2 separate regions of the Astyanax mexicanus genome follow, and region 2 is linked to region 1. A link is a contact called in public Hi-C data. All regions are on one chromosome and are shown on one strand. Each heading gives the region's core, a stretch centred on a gene start, on an enhancer-like site or on the middle of the called end of the contact. The rest is flanking DNA. Distances are from core to core; before and after follow the strand shown. Region 1 holds the start of rgcc (regulator of cell cycle). Region 2 overlaps vwa8 (von Willebrand factor A domain containing 8).

Evidence for each region. A called contact is a pair of places that touch in the nucleus more often than the background predicts.
Region 2: a contact with region 1 is called in a Hi-C map of muscle, with 16 times the contacts expected there. The contact joins the enhancer-like site here to the promoter of rgcc in region 1. A contact is called at or near these places in 3 of 3 Hi-C or Micro-C datasets (blood and muscle).

What each region holds. Positions count from the first base shown.
Region 1 is chr11:27,772,517-27,777,409 of AstMex3_surface, forward strand. rgcc (regulator of cell cycle) reads left to right here and starts at 2,045. Exons shown (of 5, transcript XM_007251701.4): 1 at 2,045-2,209; 2 at 2,355-2,528. The coding sequence starts at 2,176.
Region 2 is chr11:27,876,069-27,880,936 of AstMex3_surface, forward strand. All of the region lies in intron 37 of vwa8 (von Willebrand factor A domain containing 8), which reads right to left. Among protein-coding and RNA genes, the nearest start is that of vwa8, 98 kb to the right of the region's middle. Within about 2 kb of position 3,598, the one cell type or tissue checked has an H3K27ac peak away from gene starts, as active enhancers do.

The DNA.
Region 1 (4,893 bases), core at 795-3,294:
GAAACATTCATTATGATGCAAGTAAATACAGTTTATGATAGCATGTAATACAGTACATATGTCAATAATATTGACATAATTAATCCACATTTTGGGCCTGTGAACTAAACAAAGCCCTGTTCTCCGTACAGGAGGTGTTATATTTGTCACTTTGTGTGACACTGTGTATGTAATTATCTCGCACAGCAGCTTTGAAAGCCATCAGGAAAGTGCAGATGCAAACACACTCTGTGTTTTGCCAGTTGTCTATGTGCTAAACCAGGCAATGTAGGTGTAGTAAAATGCTAAACGTGCTGGATTTCACACCTCAGTAGGGGTAGAGAAAATACAGAAATTAGCCCTTTAAATACTCCTACTAATTGAGCACAGGGTACAAATACAAACAGAAATGATCTAGGCATATGTATATACTTTTGCTATAGCTAAACTACAGAGTTAACAAATTGTATATATTTTTATTTATATGTATATACAAATAATTGCTCTTAAGTATGCTTGGGTAGCTTTAAAAAAGAATGGCTGTACAGCCACCCATATCCTTACATAAAATGATTGAAAAAAAGTCAGTTAAAAACATATTGTATATTTCCAAAAAACAACTTCACACGAAAAGAAAAAAAAGCTTAATTTACCATGAAGATGCAAGAAGTCTTGAGAACCTATTGCATTCTAAAACGTATTTCTATCATAAATGCAGTTACTGTTTCAAACCAGCAGGTGTCCCTACAAACTCACTATTATAGAGGAGAGGCTTCTCGCGCTGTAGGCTAAACAGAGTCTGTAGAACAGCAATATATTTTATTATATTGGTTTTCTATTCAGATTAACCCACACTGTTGGAAAAAATAACGAATGAACAGCCCTTTAGTATGGACTAAAAAATATATTTTTTCTCATTTTTTATATAAATGTTATTGAGTTAATGTGGTCCCGGAGTTCCCACTTAAAACTTATGTCCCTCCCTCCCTTAAATGAAAAAATATATATGGGCATACATTTAGATTATATACCTTCTCATTCAATGTTTGTTATGAAGGAACACACAAAGAATCATGTAGTAAACCTTTCTGAGGCGGTGCTGATGAGAGCCAGTTTTATCGTAAAGCTTTTAATAGTCTTTGCGACTGCACTTGAGGATATTTCAAAGTCCTTGAAATTTTTTGGATAAACTGACCTTCATTCTTATATATATTTTTTTACTTAGTTGAGTAATTCTTGCTATAATATGGATTAGAACATTACTCAATCAGGCTATTCACTGCGTATACCATGACTAAGTTATAACTGATGCTCTCAAACACATTAAAAGGCAAGAAATTCAAGTAATTTACTTTTGACCAGTTCAGCACAGCTGTTAACTGAAAGCCTTTCCAGGTGGCTCTACCTCATAAAGATGACGTAGAAAATTCAGCCAAAAAATCTAAAATTTAAAACAGGTTCTGGTTTGTTTAACACGTTTTTGTTTAGTAAATAAATCCAAATGTTTTGTTTTATAGTTTGGATGACTTAAGTATTAATCTACTATGCAGATGTTTACAAGGCACTGAATTTAAGATGTGTCCAAATGTATTTTATAAGACACTATTAATCCCAGGGCAAATTTCACATATTACTGTAGCCCAAGGTATAGAAAAGGCAAACACAGTAGCAAAGAAATTCTAACAATATTACACAATGTTTACATAAGTCAAAAGTTTTAAAATAAAGACAGGGAATAAAATATGTGTATATATTTGTCTATTAATACACAAATACATATAAATATATTTATTTCCTCTGTGTGAATGATGATGACTGTACCTCGTGTTAATGTGTAAGGTATGTGAGGGCAGGGTGGACTCCTGATTATAAATAAAGAGGAACTGTATGTTACGGGCTGCATGTTTATTCAGTTTACTCACACTCAGAGGAGAAATGACGGCACGCTGTGTGAAGAAGGAGCTAAAACCGGCTGCGGGGCTGAAGTTTACCTCACGTTCCCCACGCCTCCGCCTCGGGCCACGCCCACCGGCGGGAGGCGGGGAAGATTTAAAAGCGCTCAGGCTGCTTTTACTGCAGCAGGAGTGCGTATAGAGCTCAGAGCGGAGAGCGCGCGGGGGCACGAGCGACACTTTTACTGATTTGGATCATTATTTTGGAATAGTTCTGGGATAGACAGCAGCTACCTGACCCAGCATGAAGTCTCCAAAGATGAAGTCTCAGAGCAAGTGTGAGTTCAGTAGTGAGCTGTAGGGCACTTCTCCACCCTCGTGGTGGAGCTTTAGGACCTGTACAGGTTTAGTTTATCATACATATATTTAGTTCAGTTTAAGGTATACTGAAGTGTTAAACTTTGTTCTTGCTGTTGTTTCCAGCCTTTCTGGAGGAGGACGATGACCTGAACGCCGTGCTGTGCGAGTTCGACGCCGTTATCGAGGACTTCACCTCCCCCATCGAGAAGAGACACTTCAGATACGACGAGCACCTCAAGACCATGAAGAGGAGGAGCAGCGCCAGCGTCAGTGACAGCGGCATCAGCGACTCAGAGAGTGAGTGCTGCTGAGTTACTCACAGATAGTCACACACTCATCCTGAGAGGATTATACATGCAGTGATATCACTGATAAGATTAGCAGTAAAAAAGAACTAACTGTACTGGAGACTGTGAGGAGGCTTAGAAAGCTGCTGCTGCTCTTGCTGTTGTGCTTCATATTCACTAACCTACCCAGCTAACACATTTTTAGTTGGTAGAACGTTTTCTGGTCAGTGTAACTTAACGCTTATTAATATAATCTTCTGACTGTTCGAGAAGTAAAAACTCATTTTTTAATGTAGTGCAGTGTACAAGAAGTAAGTGGTTATCCATTTTTCCAATTTTAGTTTTTTCAGCCCCTCACAATTGTAATTTCAGGAAAATTTATTTTCTTTATTTTCTGATTTTTCCATTTTTGCATTTTGCAAGTTGGGTTATAACATCAGATTTGTGTTACAAGACACAAAATCTGAGAAATCTGAAAATTGAGAGAAGATTTGCCTTTTCATTTTTCTTGAAATTCTATTTGCATCAGCTACCTTTCCCCACATCACTCCAAAGGGTGATGTCGCTCAGCACAAGGCGTCTGTGAGCTGATGTATCAGAACCGAGTCGCTGCGCTTTCCTCCGAGCGCTGTGATGCTACTTAGCAATGCTGCATCAGCAGCAGTTCTAAAAGAGGTGGTGGCTGACTTCACATGTATCAGAGGAGGCATATGCTAGTCTTTACCCTCCTGGTGTTGAGGCATCACTAGTGATAGGGGGAGTCCTAATGAGTGGGTTGGGTAATTGGCTGTGTAAATTGGTGAGAAAATGGGGGGGGGGGGGGGGGGGGGGAATAGAAATAAAACTATATTATATGAAATTCTATTTGTAACCCCATTTCTTCTTCACTCAACTGAATGGAAAAAAAATGATAAAGACTTATACCCAGTTTTCTATTTTCAAACTTAGCTTGATACAGTCAGCAAAACGTTACACTGACCTTTTCTGAACGTTGCAGTTAGTAATTTTAGTACCTTTATTCTTTCAAGCTTTATGGATGTCCTTAGGACATTTTATTTATTGAATGCCTTTAATTGCCACGTGTGTCAAAGTTTCAAACTTTTAGTTGTGGAAATGTTACTTTTAAAGTTTCAAAGTTTCAAAATTTGAAAAATTCTAATCAAAACGTTGCTAAACGTTCTTATAACGCCCTCTGTTTTCTGGGGCAATACTTACAAGCCAGTTTTTTCCAACACTCATAGTTGAGACTCACTGACTTGACTGACACATTTTAGTGCTTTTCCACCTTTAACACACCCGCTTTAACTTAATTATGGGCTGTTAATGAGATGATTAGTTGGATCACGTGTTGGGAGCAGGGAAAGCACTAAAAAGTGCAGGACAGTGGGCCTCCAGAACCAAGATTGAGAAATGTATTATACATAAAGACTTACCTTTAGGTAAGTCGCCTGTTAGTTAACAGGTTATGTAAGCTATTTCTGTTAAAGGAGGGAAATAAGCAAACTATGCTGATTCTGAAGAAGCATGTTTGACATGCTTGTAATGGAGACATGTTTGTCCATGGGTTCCATTTAGGCCCCACATTTGGATGTCAGTGATGGGGCCCCAACAGGGTCAGTAATAGGACGAGTTGGAGTTAGACATGGGCCTCAACTGGGTTGTACATGGCACATGGGACCTAGATGAGACCCATGTGAGCTGTGCCCACTTGGAACATACCAAGCCCACATTCCACTCTTGTTAGCTCTACATGAGAACATTGGCTGGGTTGCCATATAATCACAATGTAATAATAATAATAATAATAATAATAATAATAAAAATAATGGTCACTGTGCTTAGGAGACTACAGTACAGCCCTTAATGTTATTTATGATTATCATTTTAAAATAAATTCTTGTAACTGTTCTGCTGGTGCAATCAAAAAAAAAAAGAAAGAAAGAAATATTTGTTTTGCCAAGCATTGATGTATCGCCCACCCATAGGCATTTTCAACTGAAACCAGATTATGAAATGCTCTTTAGAGAGCCAGGGTTAGTATCTGCAGGCAGCACTCACGTGGCAGATTTCCTTCTCAGTGATCTATCTTAAAGCAGGTATATGGAGGTCAAGTGAAGGCCCTCACAACCACTCCCTTTAGAATGAAGCTCAGCTCTTGATGTTTACTTAAGGCATGGGCTTGTGCTCATTTTGCTTTCTTCTTTGACAACATATTCAGACATGTCAGTCTCCATTTCAGAGTTGGACTGATGCCATGTGGTGCTAGTACAGATTATGTCAGGTTCTTGAGATGGTGTGTAATGCCTGGAACAACAGCAGCTGATGTTCACAGCTTTGTCTGAACAGGTAGTGTTATTGGGAGCATTCCGGCAGGC
Region 2 (4,868 bases), core at 2,348-4,847, 110 kb after region 1:
TAATTTTTCCAAACGCTTACGTGATCGCCAACCGCGATCATTCAATATTCTTTTATGACTGCATTCCTACATCAAAGATGATGTTTCTCCATTCTTCCACTTTTTAATAATTCGTTAGATCGTTTTTAACCTGATTTTATTACATTTAGTAATTTCTTAAGATGTTTTCTCTGCTTGATGCATGGCAATAATTTGACTCTCCTGAAAAAGATTATCATATTTTCCATGACCACAGAATAAATCTTTCCAGATGGTTGGAGGGTTAAATAACTTGTTGCCAGCTGAAACATAATCCCCCATGCCGTAATTATCCAATGGGAGGCTCTTACCTATTTGATTAGTTATATCCAGGTGATCTTTTTTGGCCAGACAGTGTATTTATAGGTTTTGTTTTCTGATATTTTAGATTAAAAAGATAAAACGTCTGTATGTAAAGATTCAAAATCTCGATTACACTATCAAGAAATTCACAATAAAACTAACATAGCAAATTTTCCTGCTGGTGGGTTAATAAAAGATGACCTTTTCTTTTCTTACTGTTCCTTAATTAGGGCCAATCAAAAATCAAATTCATATTAATGATGTGTTTTAAACTTCAGAACTGTTTACAGCTCTGCTATGCTTTATAATGACCGATCCCCTTGCCCTGGTTAATTGAACAAATCTCAAATAAGAAATTACTACAATGTCAGAATTTTCATGAGAATGAAAAAAATGTGTTACCTCTTGTGAATAGATGTGAATAGGTCAAACAATGCAATATTATTATAAACTATCTACTACAGTATTCCAAAAAAAAGGTGTTTGGTATAAAAAATAGTTTAGGTAAAAAAATATGTATATTTTCCTCAATATATCTTAACTATTGCATCAACTGCCTCAAGGAACAATATGAGTGTAGAAACAAAGGCAGACATTCCACAGGCCTGACATCAGCGTGCATGTGGGGGAGCATGCTCTAATAACGTGGCTTTAATTAGAGAGAGGAGTGAAGCTTCATCTATAGATAGCGAAGAAAAGAGAGAGAGAGATCTGACAGGCTGCTCTGGGCTCATAATTGAATCCTTTATAGCGTATGGCCTCCTCTCAAAAAGGCCTGTCACTATAGATTATATAAGAGTGGATTACATTCATATTTATTTAGATTATTATTTAAAATGGAGAATTTAAAATGTAAAATGTAAATGTTCATCATGCAAGCTGCCAACTGTTTAAGCTATCTAGTTTAACTTCGACAGCCCTGCATTCATTCAGTGGGATTATACAAGGTGACGAAATGCTGATAGACAACATCAAGTCATTGAAAAAAAAATACTATAGCTTGATACATCAAGCCCGGGCAGGTTGCCAGAGCTTCATCACCTAACAAACAGTCATTTGGTCTTGCAATACACATGAGGTGGACGGTTTTCCCACATTTTTCCTACATTTAGCCATTCCCAATTCCCAATCACTACTTCTGAATCATCATATTCTGCAATGCAACCAATACTGACCAGTATTACATATAAAACTGCTGTTTTATCTAAACACACCAACCTTGTTTGGTCCAAACTTTTAGATTTTTAAGTTTTATCTGAACCAAAATTGTGAAGGAGTAAGTGTAGATGAATCCTTTTTTATAAACATAAAAAGTTCATAAGCAATTTATTTTATTCTGCTGTGCAACATCAAAGGAAGTCAGATTTAGTTAAAGAGGCAAAATTTTGGCACAACACCTGGAAAGTAAACTCCAATGCCAGATGTTAGGCCTGCCACAATAAGTACTATTTTATTACATGATATACTGCTCCAAAAATAACTGCAATAAATGATATTATTGTATACGTTTAAGCTTATGTTATGTCAATGGTAGATAGATTTAGATAATATACTGCCTGGCAATAAAAAAGGTCACCACCTGGATTTAACTAAGCAAATAGGCAAGAGCCCCCCATTACATAAATAAATAAATAAATAAATAGGTGATTATGTTTTAGCTGGCAATAAAGTTATTTAACCCTAACTGATGCAGTGAGTAGCTTCTCATTTGCTAATCAACCATGTGGAAAGACTCCTCTTGAGGTCATGGAAAAGATATTAACCTGTTTTAAAAGGGTCGAATTAATGGCATGCATGAATCACAGAAAACATCTAGGGAGATTACTGAAACTAAAAAATAAACTAAAATAAGGGTATGAAATGTCCAACGTATTATTAAAATGTGGAAGGACAGTGGAGAAACATCATCTCTGAAGAAGGAATGAGGTCCAGGCTAAGCGCTGCCACTATGAACAGAAGATTGCTGGTTTAAATACTGTTTATGTAGCTTGCCATCGGTTACCGGAGCCCTGAGAGAGCATAATTGGCCTTGCTCTCTCTGGGTGGGTAGATGGCGCTCTCGCCCTACATCACTCCAAAGGGTGATATTGATCAGCACAAGGCATCTGTGAGCTGATGTATCGAAACAGAGTCTCTGCGCTTTCCTAAAGTACTAAAATACTGTGTCTGTACTGAAATATTTTTTTTTCTCCTGTGTGTGGAATTAGTGTGGCCCTTCAGTCAAACAATCAGTTGTGGATATTGGGTTGGTTTTTAAAAGAAAGGGCCATATTCATTTAAGGGAAAAAAACGGTATTTCATTGCTCAGTGTGAGCAGATGCCCTGAAAAATCCCTACTGAGTTTTGAGTAGTTAAAAATTAGACCAGATAGTAAAGCTTCAGGGGATATTTTTTATGGAAATATTACAAAATGTTGTATCTAATCTGCTGAAAAGTTGGTGCTTAAAGAACACTTTAACTTTTACTCAAGTCACTTTTTTGACAGCGCACTTGTACTTTTACTCATGTCCGGATCTCTAGTACTTTATACATGTCTGCGGAGGAGGCATGTGCTAGTCTTCATCCTCCTGGTGTTGGGGCATCAATAGTGATAGGGGGAGTCCTAATAAGTGGGTTGCACTCTTTTCCTATACTATTTCCTATATATTTCTGCCTGCTAACTCTCAGCTAACATACATGCAAGGGAACAAAAGGAGCAATATCAGCTTCAGCAATAATAATAGAGTTCATGTCAACAAATTGAATGAAAAGTAATTGTAATTGTAATGATGGGACAATTCTTTTTAATGTGCTCGCTAATCTGCAGTGTGAAATGTACGCAATGCAACAAAACTCTGAACCTTGTTTCAAACTTTCGTTCTAGACTTAGACAGTTTAGACAGTTGCACCACTCAATAGCTTCTTCCAAGCTTTTACAACTGGTTTACTTTGGTGTCTCCTACTCTAATTTTTCACTAGGAACATATCAGATTCAAATTCGCCTAGAACGCCAAAGGAATCCAGTCTCTTTACTTCCATCAGAATCCTGGAACTAACAAGACCATAGGAACAGTCCAAAACAGTCTTGGGATGTCCTTGAGACTCAACACTGCCAGACAGCAGTTCTCTTAAGTTTCCCATCATTCAGTGTTTGGAAGCACAACGGCGGCGGCCACATCAGCGAGCGAGAAAGAGGCTGATACTCTGAGACTTTGTCTCGGGGCTATCTCATAAATCCACACCAGGCGGGTCCAGCCAGACAGAATAGAGGGAGATTTACAGGCTCATTAATCCAAAAAGGCCCGAGACAGAGAGAAGAGAGGGGGAAAGCACCTCCGGCTGTAGGAATGCCCCGCTATAGTCTCCAACAGTGGTGCCATTCACGGGAATGCTGTAGTGGAACAAAGTGTGAAAATATGAGGAGTGTGCAGTGGGTGAAAGTGAGCGAGACAGAGACAGAGCGGCGGGAGTGAAGAAATAAAAACCAGTGGAGGAGGGCAGCAAGGGGAGATCAGTGCTAGAGAGCTGAGGAATGAAGCCGTGGTGGCAGAGATCCCGGCCAGAGCCCGAGAGAGAGAGAAAGAGAGAGAGAGAGAGCAGCTCTCTTTGCTGGAGTCCACGGGAGGAATGCTTCCATCACTCTCTCCAGTAACTCCTTTAACAGAGAGATCTGAGGAACGCCGGCCAGAACGGCAACATGCAAGAGTTATTCCAATACTGAGAGATTTCCAGAGCGGATAAAGGAAGGATGTCTGGAGAGAAGAAGCCCAGCAGATGTTCACAGTATGAGGAACACCCATAATGTCAAACAGCATCAGCAGTAAATGCCAAGGTGAAGAGCAAAAACTGGTTTTGTTCCCTTGCTATCTTGAAATGCTAAAAATAAAAGATCCTAGAGTGTTCTTGACCTGGATGCAGGGTTCTAAAAAAAAAAGTATTTATTCTTTTTAGAACTTGTATCACTGCAGCACTGCAGCCTTCCCCCCCCCCCCCCACAGTCAATTTTACAGCTCTGAAAAAAGGACAAAATGTTTTCAGAGATACAGCCTTAGTTGTAAAGATATAGCAGTGATTGCTAGGTAAAGTTAACCCTTAAACTTTGCTTAATGTCAGACTCTCAGCATCACTCGGAAAGGAGAGGGGCATAGGAGAGCATTTGTAATTGTTTCTTTTTTGTAAACTAATGCTACTAAACTTTTACCTCAGACTTGAATCAGTGAATCAGTGCTTGGGCAGTTTCACCACATTGAAGCCCCAAAGTCTGCTATATATCATAAAATCCAACGTGAACGGCGCCCGCTTGGACCGGTGTTCTGTCGAGTTGAGCTACCTTGTCAAACCGTGCTTCACTAGTGTATATTTAAGGTCTCTGTAAAACACAGAATCAACCGGAGATCCGATTTAAACCTAGAGTTGCTTACACAAGATAGCTAACACTAACTAGCTGGAGTAAACAGAGCTGTAAGCTCTTTAGCTAACAGTGTCGGCTCTGCTGCAGACCAGCTTCAGCACTGTCTATGGGCGGTCACGAGCCACAGTGGGCGAGGCCATAAGTACTATTTCACGAG